Regions from separate parts of the Gossypium arboreum genome. Here region 2 is linked to region 1. The links are chromatin contacts, called in public Hi-C maps. All regions are on one chromosome and are shown on one strand. Each heading gives the region's core, a stretch centred on a gene start, on an enhancer-like site or on the middle of the called end of the contact. The rest is flanking DNA. Distances are from core to core; before and after follow the strand shown. Region 1 holds the start of LOC108487201. Region 2 holds the start of LOC108487389.

Region 1 (7,830 bases), core at 3,136-5,635:
GTAATAAGCGAAGACATAATAAGGGTAAAAGCTAGGATAATAAACAGATGACAGGGCATAGCCAGAGATGATCTAGACCCCATAAGATGATAGATGTGAAAGAAAAAATTACACCAGAATCAAAATAGATAGCGTCAAGACCTGGAAAAACCAAATGAGTACCAAGAAATGCTTCATTTTCTTTATTGTTATGAGTAGCTGTTAGTTCAAAATAATTACAAAAACTCATCATAGGTATAGCATACTGTTAAGGTAAGTTGTCCAGCGAGGATAAAGACAGCAATAAAGCTATTGATCTGGCCAAACAATCTTCTTCTGCCAACCGAGCTTGCAACTGTCATGGCAATTACATTAACTTTCTGCAAATGAGTAATCAAGTATGTAAAAGAGATTAGAAAATTGTACCATGGCCAAACATATTATCGAACACAACACTAAACAGAAAGCCCTGACAGAACAAATTAAACACTATGGACTTCTTTTAGGATATACTTAGATGCAACCTCAAGCACAAAATAAAAAGGCAAAAACTAAAAGCTCCCTAAAAGTTTAAACTATGGCAACAGAAATTTATCTGATTTGAAGCCCTAACCTAGTGAAACATGATCAACACAGACAAAGAGCACACAAGTACCTTAGAATCTTAGAGATCAATATAGGAGGGAATCGTGCTTTTACTATTCATTAACTCTTCCCTATGAACTTGATTATGCATACAATCCCTACAAAAGCTCATAAATGACATTTTAGTTTTACAATTGACTTTCTTAAAGCAATCCTAGATCCATCAATGATCTATAATATCAAGTTCCATATGGATTTTATTTTTTCTCTTACAAGAAGCACTTGATTTTACAAACTACTAGATACTGTACCTTGTACCAATCATAATTATCAATAGAAAAAGAGCCCCAGAATATGCATGCCAAAGCTTAGTAGCAGTATTTAGCATGCATGGTTAGCAAATTCAAGCTATATCATAGCATTTTTACCTGAAAGTAGAAGAAAGAGGAAACAACTGCACTCAACCAGAGGAACAACGACACGTGCAACAAATAGGTCGATGACAATACAAGTCGCAGTCCATCTAAGATAGCCCAAAGTTCAGGCTTCACTGAAGAGGTAGTTAGTTTAGGAGAAGAAACTTTGAGAGCTGATGCAGTCTGCTCATCATCATCTTCATCTTTTTGTTGATCCGAGTCAGCTCTTCTAAAAGGAATGACAATAAAGTTAGAAAGTAAAAGGTTCAATCCTCAAAACATGCATGCAGGTTAGCCAGAAACTCCCGAAGGTAAAACAGAAGCATCTACCATCCATATTTTACAGACAAGCTGAGATTGATGAAGTGGTCATTTTATATGATGTACTGCTTCTTTTAACATCTAACATGGCATCAATCAATCAGATGCCTGCTACCCCGTGAAATTGTATGAGAAGACATATCAAGCTAAGACATTATTTGGTGACCTAAATCTCATTAGGTTGGTGTGAATAAATCTAGATGTCATCCAAAATGGTGAAGTATGATAGGCAGAATACCAATAATTGTTCAGGGAAATAAACATCATAGTTCACAGATGTAAGGACTTTCCTTACTAGCATACAAATCATATAACAATGTATTCCAATAACCATAAACTCCCCATCCCCACCCTCCACCCCCCACCCCCAAAAAAAATTAAAAATAAAAATATTTAAGAGATATGCAAACATAAGGATTTAGCTAACCTGATAGGAAATAACTCTTCAGGGATATAACCTATATCCTTGTTGATCCCTTTTGATGACTGTGCTGCTAGTTCCATCAAAACAGCAGCAAATAGGAGAAGATCTGCAATTAAACACTTCCCACTGTAAAAAAACCAAAGACAGAGAAAGAGAAGGGGGAAGGGGAGAGAAAAGAAGTAGTAAAAGACCAGATATTGACAATCTGACATTCAAAGAATCAACTGGGCGTACATACATGAACCCAGCCAAGCCATTCCTGTGGCAAACAAAGACCCAAAGAGCTGGCCAAGCGTTGCACCAGCACCAATGAAACCAAACAATCTTGACCCTGACTGAAGCAAAACGGAAATTGAGCGCAAGCAGGATATCATAAGCTTCATAAGAGAAACAGAAAGTGTCAATACCTCACTATCCATGACATCAATTACTCTAGCCCAGGTTGAAGATATTGTGATAAGATTAAGCAAGGCAACCTTCCATACAAACAAGAAAACAGAAACAGAAAGTTTCCATTATTAAAATTAAAATACTAGATAATAGTTGGCAGGCAAAATTAATGACAAATAGATCAAGTGTTGTCATACCCAGAGGAACAATCCAATTCTAACTGAAACATAAAACCAACCATGGTTTCCCCAACCTTGAGCATCAATAGGGCTGTCATGACCAATACTGACTTTAAGTTCGGTGGAAATCCCAACTGAATTCTACAAACAGTTTGCACCACAGGTTAGTACAAAATTATATGAAGAACCAATTTTCTGATGACAAACAAGGATCAAAAATGAGAACACCACCACCATGTGGACTTTTTGGATTACCTTTGAATGAGATTGTAAAGTCTCCGTTGATGAAGTATGCCATAGAATGAAGAACACAACAAGTGATACACTAAAAAGCCTGTGTATAAAAACCAAAGCCTGGAATTTCAAGAAGTACCAATTAGAGGACAAATATAACAAAACATGAAGAATATTACCGGCATGAAATGGTTATGGACCTCACGGATTTCTTCTCAAGGATATTAAAAGGCTGAAGTGACAAAGTACAACAGACAGTTGTGCATAGACCACTGAGGCTAATGATCCCAAACTTAAATAAAACATTGATACATTGACCTAATGAAACAACCCCGAACAATGCCAATAAAATGCAATGTTGTATCACTATGTTGGCATGTTCTGAAAGTAATATATTAAAATCAATAAGAGGCCATACAACATGGCAAAATGACTTAAACAACCATATACGAAAGGTGGATGACAAAATCATTTCCATTATTGTTTAGTTCAATGATTAAGGGCATGCATTACCACACAAAAAAACCTTCCGCGGATCACATGTATGGTGGTATTCCCTGAAGGAAGCTAAAGGTCTCAGCTTCAAGACCATTTAAGTGAGGGATCGCAGAAAGTAACTTTCCAATGTTTAGCTAAACAAATTGGCACCTAAATGTTTAATATATTAAGTTCTGCAAAAGCCACTTTATCACCTATACTAACAACAAAGAGAGCTAAAGTTTCTAATTCACTTCTCTCAAGACCCCACTCTCGGAACCATTTCCAGGTCAGTCACTCTGTTCACCGGCATTATTGACTACAATAAGAGATAGACTTTATAATTAATCTGTCCCAGAGCTCTACTCTACCGGAACCATAACTAGGTTGTAGCTCTCTAGTCTCTATGTAAACCAAGTACAAATTAACAGCAACTCAGTCATCCTTATTTAAAGTAAAATTATGCAGTTTGTTATCAATGAAAGTTAAACTGTCCACGGTTAGTTCTTCAAAACTATGATTAGGTTTTATATCCCAATTCAATATTTTACTGCTAAAAAAAAACGGAGCAGAAAAATCAATAACAAAAGAGCCAAACTTTCCACTTCATCCCTAAACTTTTATATATAAATACAGCCCATTTTCAACATTTCAGTAAAATTCTAAAAATCCAAGAATAAAAGCAATAAAGAAAATGAATTATGAAGTGAATTGAGATTTACCTTGACTTTGGAAAGATTAGGCAAAGAGAAGATGAGAGTAGAAAGAGGAGCAGCTATCAAAGTCAACACTAAAGACCCAACAAACAATTCAGGCAAATTAGATAATCCCAATGAAATTGCCCCTTCATCCCTCAATGGCAGCACCACAAAATAAGCACTCAAAATCTGGGGGGGAAAACAAAACAAACACACAAAAAAGCCCAATTCAAAATTAAGACAATTTAATTAAAATTAAAATGAATTATGGAATGAGTTAATATTATTAACTTACAAAGAAGAAACATGAAGAAGAATGGAGCAAAGCAGAGATCTCATGAGGATGCACTGTTACGAAAATGGAGATGAATGCATCTAAACGCCGCCGACTAATTAATTCTATCATTTATTTATTTATGTGTGTATATATTGGTTGGGTTATTCAGTTGAAAATGGAGAATTGAATCAAAGAAAGAAGCTTGATTTCAACATCAATGGAGACATATACAGATGATCTCAAAGCAGAGACCTTCTTCGTTTTTTAACGTTAATTAAACAATTTCATCAGATCCCCATTGGTGTTGATTATTTAGCTTTTTGCCTCAGTATAATTTACTATTATAAAATGTGCTCCTTAATTTTCACATTCTTTAAAACAAGACTAATTTGTAAGGTCAACGACCACCGCACTTTGCACGGGATATTTTATAAAGTTATTTATCATATTATACATTTTTTGACACTCGTAAATATTAAATTTTATGCAAGTGTTGAATAGAATGTACAAAATGTATGTGTGTCAAGGTCTTTCTAACACGATTTTCACTAAGTATCGTGTACTTTGTTGTTAAAAACACAAATTTGAGTTGGGGTAACAACTCGACTCCTATAAGTGTTGGTTTCAAACAATTTTTTGACTCATTAAAGTCAATACTCATGATGTTGACTTCATTTTATCTCAAGTTAGTCGACCCTTTTCCCCTTTCTTATAAATTTTACAATTTTCCAAACAAAAAAAAGTCATTTTGAAATAACTCCCCCAGAAATTCTTTTGAACATCTACAAACCTTAAACCATTCCAACTACGTACAAAGTTTCTATAACTCACTTAAATCACTTTTTTTTCCATAATTCATGAATCAGTGCTATGAAAATTGTCATCAATTTTTGTACTCAATATTATGTTATTATTGTGCTTAACAAATGTTAATAGTAAATTTCTTAAAGTAGTCCCTTAGGTTATGGACTTTAAATTGGATTGTGGTTATGATGTTGAGTTGCCAATAGTCCATATTTATCATGTATATTATTATTATATTGTATTACTATTGATTGGATTACTGTTTTATTAGGATTGTATTAGATCTTCTATTGTAAACAAGTTTTGAAATCATGTTTATCTATTTGAGAGACTTGCACAGGAAAATGTACTAATTATTGGGCACTTAATCTATTCTTATGAGAATATTTTTGTAAAAGTGATGTTTTTAAAGTAAAACTTATTAATGTGGTTTTAATTGCTATGACCACAAAGGGTATTCATAGTAGTGAGAGTATTGTATCTTCAAAGTGCAAGAGTACGGTGTATGTGATTGAGTAGGTTGACTTTGTAATTGTTGAAGAGATATATTTCTCGTTGAGCTAGGCTCCATGGACATAGGGAAATTGAACTGTGTAATCATATTCTTATGTTATGTGTGCTTTTTGTTTTTCCATTTAGTGCCTGGACAAGTATCCACCAACTTAGGCACCAATTTCATTGTGTTTTTTTTTTTCTTTTAGCGACACCCTTTCGTTAACATTTGTAATGTTCAAATTTAATATTTGATAACTTCAAATGGGAAGATGGCGAATTGATTTATGACACAAATCCATTTAAATGGATACATGATTTCGACTAATGATAGAACTGTATTCCAATCTGAATCTCCTTTTAACATAACCTTTAAGAATTATATTTCCTTGGAGAGAACAAAAAGGAGAATTTCGAAGAAAATCCATGATGGAACTACCAAATGGATATCCAATTTCAAGTATACATTTTTGAGGTCTAATAAAAGGGGAGTAAATACGTTGTGGTGGATCTCAACAATGATAAAACTGTTGATACTACGGTGTTTGGGCACCAAGAAAGTGTGGGCATTGCAATGGAGTTGTTAGTGCAAGTCAAAGATATTCTCGATGCTAGGTACAAAATTTTGAATTATGCAAGCATTTCGCCTATCTCGGTGCCAATATATCATTTAGAAATTCCATCAATACCAGATATTTTAGGGTTCTTTTCCTAATTACTATATTTAAGAGTCCCGAAGAATCCTTCAATGTCGAATATTCCTAGTACATATCTTGAGAGCATACTCAGGAATCTATAATGTTATGTATTCATGAGTTGTATAACAAGATGTTGGTTATGTTAATAGGTGGCAATCTCTAATAAATGTAGTTTAAGATGAAGCTCAACCTACCTGATTTGATGTGTTCACGGAACCAGAATGTCGTGATGATGACATTGGTGACTTCACTAGAGTCAAAACTAAAGCATAAGTCTAAAAAGAACTCGATGTTGAAGTTGTAGGTGTTAATGGTCCCAAGTCGTAAAATGAACCAATAGTTTTTATCGTCATCGTACATATGAGTCGTCAAGTTATTATCGAAACACTGAATGGTAACATTCATAGGCATGAATTTTTTGTCTGATTGATAACAATGGTGAGCTTACAATTGGCCTAATTTTTCCATCAAATTATGTTGCAAATAGAAGAATCAAGGACTATAACATCAGATAATCGGCGGATTTCAAGGTCATGAAGTCTAGTACCAACATTTATGAGTGTAAATGCATTAAATACAACTAAAATTACATGTGGGTCATTTTGGTAGCCTAAATATAGAAGAAACATATATGAGAATTTTGCAAATATAACGGCCTACATACGTGAGGTGCAACAAAGGTCTCACAAGATCATTTGAAGTTGAATTCCTATTTAATCTATGATTCCATTATTACAATGAATGACACAAATTCGACTACATCTTCTAATGTGGTTGTTATTTCACCATAGGAAAAGTGGTAGCTAAGAGTTTCCAATATCTACCTTTCCACCAAAGTTGTAAGAAACAACGACCATATTGGTATGTGAAGTATTTTAACCACTTCAAAAAACTTGTTACATCTAGATGCGCTTTCACTTGGCCTTGCTTTTCATTCAGCATCAGACATTGTACGTTTTGTTGAATTCAAAAATTTTGTTCCTCAACTTAGTAAGTAAATAAAAAAATTCATTCAAAATAAAAAAAAAATTTAAATGTTGAATTAAATATTAATAATAAAAAAGTTAGCTTAAATAATAAGTTAATAAATTATTATATTCAGAGTTATTAAAGCGATATGATTCTCTTCACTCAACAAAGCCATAGTATGGTTTAAAAATTTGAATCGAAGCTAATAAAAAATAATGATTTGGATAGGTTTTGCCTTAGGAACTCGACAACGATTGGAGGCAACTCTTGCTTGTGTGAAAAAACAAATGAGGGATTGACTGTGAATTTATAAGAAAGGTAAACTACCCAGATAGTTACTAAAGTTCGAGGACACTCTTGCTTTGGTCATCAATTTTTTTTTAATATCATCACCTACATAAAGTTAATTTCAAGTTCTAGTCATCCTCCCTTTAAAATGTATTTGGTCACCAAACGGAAGGCTGACAAGGCTCTCTTTTGATTGGTATGATAACAAATTTAACCTCTAACATCTTATCAATTTGATCATGATTCCAAAAATCCAAAAGCTTATAATTATAAAAAATTCAAATAATGCAAAAATACTTTAAAAAAATCACATCTATAACTATCTATAAAAGTAAACCTTAAGTAATGAGATGCTCGATTTTAAGTTGTGAGCTATGGTGAGTTGACACTTAGAGGGAGTTTGGTGTGATGGAAAGTTCTCACTTTTCAAGGAATTTAATTAGTTGGAATGTGATTCCAATGTTTCATAAGAAAAAAAAAATGGAAAGTGATTCCCTTAATGATGGGTGAGAAAGTTAAGAAAAAATTAGCCTTTCTTGTATTTGGGTTTAACATATTAACTTATTCATCTATAAAAACATAGTTGCTACTATGATCTT
Region 2 (7,830 bases), core at 1,451-3,950, 130 kb before region 1:
AAGCCTTACGTGGTAATAAGTATATTCTGAAGGATCCAAGTTTAGGGGTTCGCCAATGGTATCAACATCACTGCATAGTATAACAAGAAACTATTTATGAAGGACAACACTTGTGGATCGAGAAAGCACTCAATAGCACCTATATTTTTCAAAAAGACTAACTTTCCCTAAGCTGAAAATTATCAATTCTATTTCACCCACTGATTATGAAATGTATGCAGGATTCCAAAATAAAGCGGTGGTTAAAGCAGTGCGCTTTCTATCAGAATATACTTTTAACTCATTAAAAGAGCCTTGGAAAGAACTTATAAAACATCTTCGAGAAGGAAGGTTAATGAGAAGATTAGTCTACCTATATATTATATTGGACACCATAACAGTTCCTAGCTAAATTTCATAAATTGGAATTCTAGATTCTGACTTCTTCAGTAAAGAAAGACACTTAGGCAAGATGACATCAACTTAGTGGTGATCTGTTCTATGATGAAAAGTGGAATTTCTTTTTCCATGTGTGAAATATACATCAATTAGATGGGAAACATGACAAGTGATCAAAGAAAGCCTATCAGTGTAATAGAAAGAAAGATAGTTGGCATTGGTTTCTTCAAGGTCAATGCAATTAGCCTGCTACTAAAGTCAAATTTTATGTCTTGTCTCTAGGTCAAGACAGAATCTATGCCTAGGATTTTTCTTACAAAATAGATAATTGTTTATAATCAATATAACCTATTAGCAAGCTCTCCTTTAAGCTCCTCATATATTATAAGCATCAAATAGTACTTTTGACTACCTTGTGCTTCAGACAGATTTTCATATGTCACAAAGGACAACGTAGTTATAAACATTTGGGAACATAACATAAATAAAACCTCAAATAGAAAAGAGCATCATTCATATCTATGTTTTCCTATGCACCCAATTAGAGAGCCTATAAAGTAATGCATTCCATATAGACAATTAATTAAAAAATAAATAGTTCATGGAACATACATATCAATTGGACCTGACCAGTCAGGAACTTCTGCTTGAAAACCCTTGCCAATTCGAACACTAGTTGTATAAGGCTCAGCATCTCTCAACATTAATTCTATTGGACTGACTTCCCATTTAGATGATACATCTCTTTCTTTGCCCATTCCACCAGTGATACTAGAAGACCTTCTTGCAAGAGTCTTCTTCAGCACTATTCGCTTCTGTTTCATACACGACATACAATACCACTCATCAACCGGTGGTTTCTTTATCTTCTGTCTGCAGCAACGTACATGAAATGCCTCTTCACAATTATCACAAATTAGCATCTTTTGTGCTGTTCCCAAACGGTCACAAATTTTGCATAACCTAGAACAACTACTACCCCCACTAGTACCAATTTCCTCAATAGCACGAGGCCTAGATGGCCCAACTTCCTCAACATTCTCCGGCTTCTGAAGTACAGGGAGGCACATACCTTTTTCATCTTCCCTTAAAACTTCAGCACCTATTACACTAGAGGAGGTGCACTCACCATTTTCATCCATCTCACGTTTTGTGGAAGCTAATAAAGTATCCATATTTGACTTCGATGATGAACAACTATCATTTATACTATCCACATCTATGGTTTTCAGCATAACAGTTTTATGTACATCATCAGAACTACGGTCGTCCATGGCAGAACATCCATTAGCAGATTCATACTTTAAACCGTGAGGCTCTCTATTGCATGCAAGAGGCATCACGGTATCTCCAACAGCTACATTTCTATGTTCCCCATGAGAAAATTCATTTCGCTCCAATGTTGCCACTGAAAAAGCATCAGAGCTGACAACAGAAAGACAAGCCCCACTTCTCTTTGAATTCACTGGGGCCTCCGCACAACAGTTGACAACAGAAGCAGAACCACTGCCGCTGCTGCCTTGCCGTTTCTTCCTCCTACTGAAAACAAAAGCAGGCACAGGAACTTCAGACAGAACACTCATCGATGAGTGTTGAGAACCAGATCTTGGCAAAGGAGGGCATGAATACTCAGCCTCTTTGCATCCACTCTGACAAGTATCATTCAATTTAGGAGATACCTGCCAATTTCCATTTCCAGGCATCCAGTCACATAAAGAATCTCGTTTCCCAAGTTCAGATACATAAACTAAGCCCGTTTCAATTGAACTAGATATTGAAGTCTCCATCAGCAATTCACCTGCTATAATTCAACAACAGGAATCTGAGTGTTTTCCCTAGCACTCCCAAATTACTTCCACTAATAAAAAAATTCACTCTTTATTCCAACTCAACCTTCCTAGTAACCAAATATTAGTTCTATTCAATTCCAACCATTTTTTTCACCAAATATACCCAATAGGAAGAAAGTAAGCACGAGACTTTGGCATACCCTTTTCAAGAAAAACAAATAAACTATAAAAGTTCATCTTCGTTTTGGCATTAACCAGCCTTGACCATCTTTTTCTTCAAAAGAAATACAACAAGGCATGTTGGGTTTTGCAGCTTGTAGCAAGTAACAAAAGAGTGAAGGAAATTCAAGGGCGCAAACCTGGCATAATTGTTGAAATATGAAAACGAAATCGTCGAGGCAGAATCTGAACTCTGAAGAGAACAATGGGGCGCAAACTGGTGGGAAATGGACGGTGGGCTCAAAGGTGTTTCCTCTACACACAATTCCCTTTGGGCCTTTGATTTTGAATTTTCCACGCTTTTGCCAAATTCAGTTTTTTGAAAAGTTCTAAACTTTTTTTTTTTTTATATTGAAAAGTTTAAGGGTAAACTGCATCATCTATCCCTAAACTTTATTTAAAATTACATTTCGATCACTCAACTTTCAAAAGTTACATTTAATGTTATTAAATTGTTACATGCTTGTCACTTGGCAGTTAACTTCAGTTTAGAAAATAACACTACACTTTAATTCAAAGGATTAATAACTAATTTGATCCCTAAACTATAATTAAAAAATATTTTGATATTTTAAAATTTTTCTTAACAATTATTGTAAAAAAATTTTAAAAAGTCTTAAAATAAATAAAATAATTCATATAAAAATCAGTTGCCACATGAAAAAATAAAAAATTTTCAGCTAATTTTTTCATATCCAAAATCATCAAAATCATAATTGTTGAACTTTTACAAAAAAAAAAATTAAGTACTCATTCATTTTGATTATTTTTTTATTTGCTTTGTTGTTTTATGCTTTCTTCATTTTCATCTTTCTTTACCTTTTTTTTCTCTTTTCATGTGGATCAGCATCAGCTCCGCTCTTTTCAAATCATTAAAAATAATATATATTTATATATATATATATATATATATATATATATATGTGTGTGTGTGTTTTATTTACAACTGAAAGTAATCTCTTGACTTGAAATTTGACAAAGGAAATAATGAGTTTGGAGAAGAAGAAAAGTACCTTATATTATAAATTTTAAAATCCAAAATTACAAAATTGAAATAGTAACTAGAAAAGAAATTATGAATTTAGAAAAGAAGTAGGGTGTTGCGTAATATAAATTAAAAGAAAAATTTCAAATTCCAAAAATTGAAATTTATCAAAGAACCAAACAATATAATAGAATATTTTGCTCTTCTATCGCTCTCTTTTTTCTTAATTTTTTTCCTTTCTTTTTTTCATAATTATTAGGAAAATCTTACAAATAGGTCATTGATGGTTGAAGTTTTTACGATTCTCAAGAATGAAAACAATGTTGCAAGCCCAAATTGTGTTCTTGAAAACTCGAATAGCAATAATCAATCTAATAGTGGAATCCAAATCTTGCATTGAGATATATTTTGTTAGGGATCTTAGGACTTTGAGAACAAAATAAAACAAAATAAAATTGGCAAATCAATTTCGGGGTTAAACAACGTGAAGTTGTTGACTTGATTGAAGGTGTTCATCAACGATGGAAAGCAAATGGAATTTAGTTTGAAAGTTTCTGTAAAAGTTCAAATGCTATGATTTTTTATGAGATTGGATATGAAAAATTAGATGCAATTTTTTTGTTTTTCATGTTGTAAATGATTTTTATATGAATCATTTATTTATTTTAAATATTTAAAAATTACAATTATTGTTAAAAAATTTAATATCAAAATAATTTTTAACTATAGCTCAAGGACTAATTTAGCTATTAACCATTTGAATTAAGGTACAACATTACTTTTTTTTTTAATGAAAATTAACAATGGGTGACAAAAATGTAACAATTTAATAATATTATTGACTATTGCATAACTTTTGAAAATTGAATGACCAAAATGTAATATTAATAAAGCTTAAGGACAACTAATGTAGTTTGCCCAAAATTTAAACTACGTTCAAAGACAAAGTGTTATTTGTACGAGTTTGAATATCAAACCGATATTTAAGAGGAAAGCTTAATTATGATCTCAAATAAGTCTTTTTATGGAGCTTGTGTAATGACTTATTAAACACCGATTTAATTAGGCACTAATTCTTTGGGGGGGAATCAATTGTGAAAAGACGGACGAGTCCGACAGCAAGACCTAACATTTTTCCATCATTTGATTATTACTAACTGTACTAACTGAATACTCTGCTAACTAAGTTGTTAATGTATTACAGGTGGGTTAAAGATAGGTTTAACAAAGCACTTGAAGCATCCTGAAGATCGGAAATTTGAGAAACAAGGTCAACGTCACGACACAGACAATTTTGTATCGCAACATCGTGGGCAGTAACGAAGAAGTTTAAAAATCAACCTGATATCGCGACATCATTAACCTGTCGAGATACAGAATACAGTTTCTCAAGAATTCTAAAACTACAGGGTGTGTCACTGTAACACCCTATACCCGGCTGGTCGCCAAGCCCAAATACAGGATGCCACACCACCGTCTCATGTCATATACTACGAGTGAAAGTCCAATCTAAAAGAACCGTCTTTCTTATTATCATTCGTATAGGTTTTAAGTCAATAATATTTGTTAGTTATCAAAGTTACATGCTAACCATTCCTCAAATAGTCGTATAATAATACTTAAACATGAGTAAGGTCCAGTTAATGAAATTTCCAAAACTTGTCCATAGGTATCGATACTGACACTTGGGTATTGATATTTTCCCTAGGTGGTATCGATACCACTTGGAAAATCGATACCAAACTTGCATTCTGTTTCTCGACTAAAATCCCAAAGTCTCGAAAATTGTCGATACCTGTCATGAAATATCGATATTTTGACCTCGAGTATCGATACTCAAGCAAAGGTATCGATAACAAATCTCTAATCTAACTTCCCCCATGTTTTAGAACACAGTGGTATCAATTTTACAATACAAATATCGATACCTCTGCTTCCGACCTAAAAAATGCAGCATACATAAGCAAATAATCCATTCCCATTTAATTTCTAAACATCATACATCATATACTTAGACAAATAATTAACCAATAGCTAAATTTCGATAGTTCAAAACATCAAAAATGTGTCCGAGCTAGAAACGCCATGACATCATTAATGTTTATAACCTAAGCATAATCATAACTCTTAAACCTCATAAACAAAAGCTATAACCAACAAAATATCTAGAAATATCTAGAAGATAACATGTCTATAAACAAGTCTACCACAGTTTCTTTTCCCTAAAATGTAAGTAAATAAAGAAAACCTACAGAATAACACAAAACTGGCCTGGATCACCTCTCGGAAAACCACACCACTCACACTGGTATGCAACTAATTTGCAATGGGTAAAAACGGAGTAAGTGAGCTTAACAAGCTCAATGAATGATTAGAATGACCACATCGCACACATACCATCATGCATCCTCAAGAAAACCATTTAAGTACAATTACAATAGTCCTATGTCTAGTGTCGTAGAGTACCTAACCATGCTTTATCTACTGGTTCTTCTACATAGCATTTACATATTCATGCAAACATATATCATGTAACACACATACTTAAACAACCATATATCACAGTTCTCTCAAATCACATATAATGATAAATTTGCAATATAGCACATACTCCATTAAGCATAAAACATGTTCCACACAATTACATTTAATATGATAGATTGGCGATATAGCGCATACTCCATTAAGCATAAAACATGTTCAACATAGTTACATATAATATACTAGATTGGCGCTTGAGTTATGAAACATATAACGAGCTTTGTCATCACTCATAGGATACACGGATCTCCAACACACCAAATATAGACTCATAGAGTCAAACATGTCCCAAAAGTGTAGCATAAAGCTAACACTCTCCTTATTTCCTCTCACATGTCCCGTTGAATGGAGCTTAGTTCACATTCCCTTATCCCTCCAACATATTCCAGGGCCTCAACACCCTAAAATCACTGTATGTATAGGTGACTACTCACAATTCTATGGCATGCTAACTATATCCAACAGTTTCAAGATTACAAGGCCAAAATATCCGAAAAAACAATCACATATCACTTACTGATTATCCGTGCACTATCACTGCATGTTAACATCTTTTGCAAAACACTATCACTATCATTTAACAAATTTATATATCATGTATACATTTGCACTTTTCACAACAGTCACCATATCCACATATCACATGTTTGAGCTTCTCATTACCATGCATAATTTCATAATCACATAAGCACAAAACCACAAAATGAGTATAGATTAGAGGTGATCATGGGCCAGGTTCGGGCCGAGCCCAGAAAAAATTCTAAGCTCGTTTTCTAGGCACGGGCCCGGCCTAGCCCGAACCGAAATATGAGCCTGAAAATTTGTCCAAACCCAGCCCAAAAGAAAATTGTTAAGCCCATTGACTGCCCAAATTTATATTATTTTTTAGCTTATTTCGTTAAATAAAAATTAAAATATAATAAATCAAATATATTTAAAAACATAAAACAAATATTAAAATAAGAAACAAATAAAAAATGAGACTAAAATAATTCTTAAATCAATACACAAATTGAAAATATAATAAAAATGGTTATATTAAAATTGAAAAAAAAATAAATATGATTAAAAATAAAAAAATTTATTTAGTATATAATTCGAGATGCCCGGTTAGCCCGGCCAAAAAATTTTACGAGGCTCAAATTGCTTTCTAAACGGGCCTCATTTTTTGCCCGAACCCATATTTTGGGCCTACATTTTTACTCGAACCATTCTATTTTTTAAATGGGCCTTCGGGCCGGGCCAGGTAGCCCAATCCATGATCACCTCTGGTATAGATACAAGAAAAATTACACTCGAAATTTAGAGTAGTGGTTTAGACTACTACTAAATTCTCAATTAACACATGACTCATGTCTACGAGTAGCAATTCCAAACACTCACCAATTACGTTTTCGTTGAAAAGCTGAAAGCTCAAACCAGCTTTTCCTTGCCTTTATCTCTACTCGTAAAAGGTCCTATCAAATCTGAAACTTCACACAACAATGCATTCAATAATCAGCTAAGAACTCACCACAAGTAATCCAAAAACATAAGCCAAAACTAAGTTCTCATGTAACCGAAACATTTAACATAGCAAACTTAAAACTCAAATATCTTAGTCTATACTCAATCTTTTCGCCTAAAACCAATTTTGTTCATCTTATAATTCACCTACAACTAATTCCCAACCTTTAAACTACAATAAAATACTCAATTTATAATATCGACTTTTTCGACATGTTTTATGCCTATTTTTCGAAAATTCATTAAAACTCAAGAATTCTTTAACGAAACGTAAAGTATGTTTAGAAACCTTCTAAACATATTAAAACAAGTTGAAAACACTTTGAAACCACATTTTTATGCAAAATCCCAAAATTCACCATTAAGACCCAATTTTTGGCTTTTATTTAAAACATGCAATTTAATGGCTAA

What was found. A called contact is a pair of places that touch in the nucleus more often than the background predicts.
Region 2: a contact with region 1 is called in a Hi-C map of leaf, with 3 times the contacts expected there. The contact joins the promoter of LOC108487389 here to the promoter of LOC108487201 in region 1. A contact is called at or near these places in 2 of 5 Hi-C or Micro-C datasets (both in leaf).

What each region holds. Positions count from the first base shown.
Region 1 is chr10:113,883,048-113,890,877 of ASM2569848v2, reverse strand. LOC108487201 reads right to left here and starts at 4,385. Exons shown (of 14, transcript XR_008271685.1): 1 at 3,999-4,385; 2 at 3,728-3,892; 3 at 2,550-2,648; 4 at 2,313-2,435; 5 at 2,133-2,201; 6 at 1,964-2,060; 7 at 1,729-1,831; 8 at 993-1,206; 9 at 246-359.
Region 2 is chr10:114,015,643-114,023,472 of ASM2569848v2, reverse strand. LOC108487389 reads right to left here and starts at 2,700. Exons shown (of 7, transcript XM_017791721.2): 1 at 2,528-2,700; 2 at 991-2,176; 3 at 10-70. The coding sequence starts at 2,534.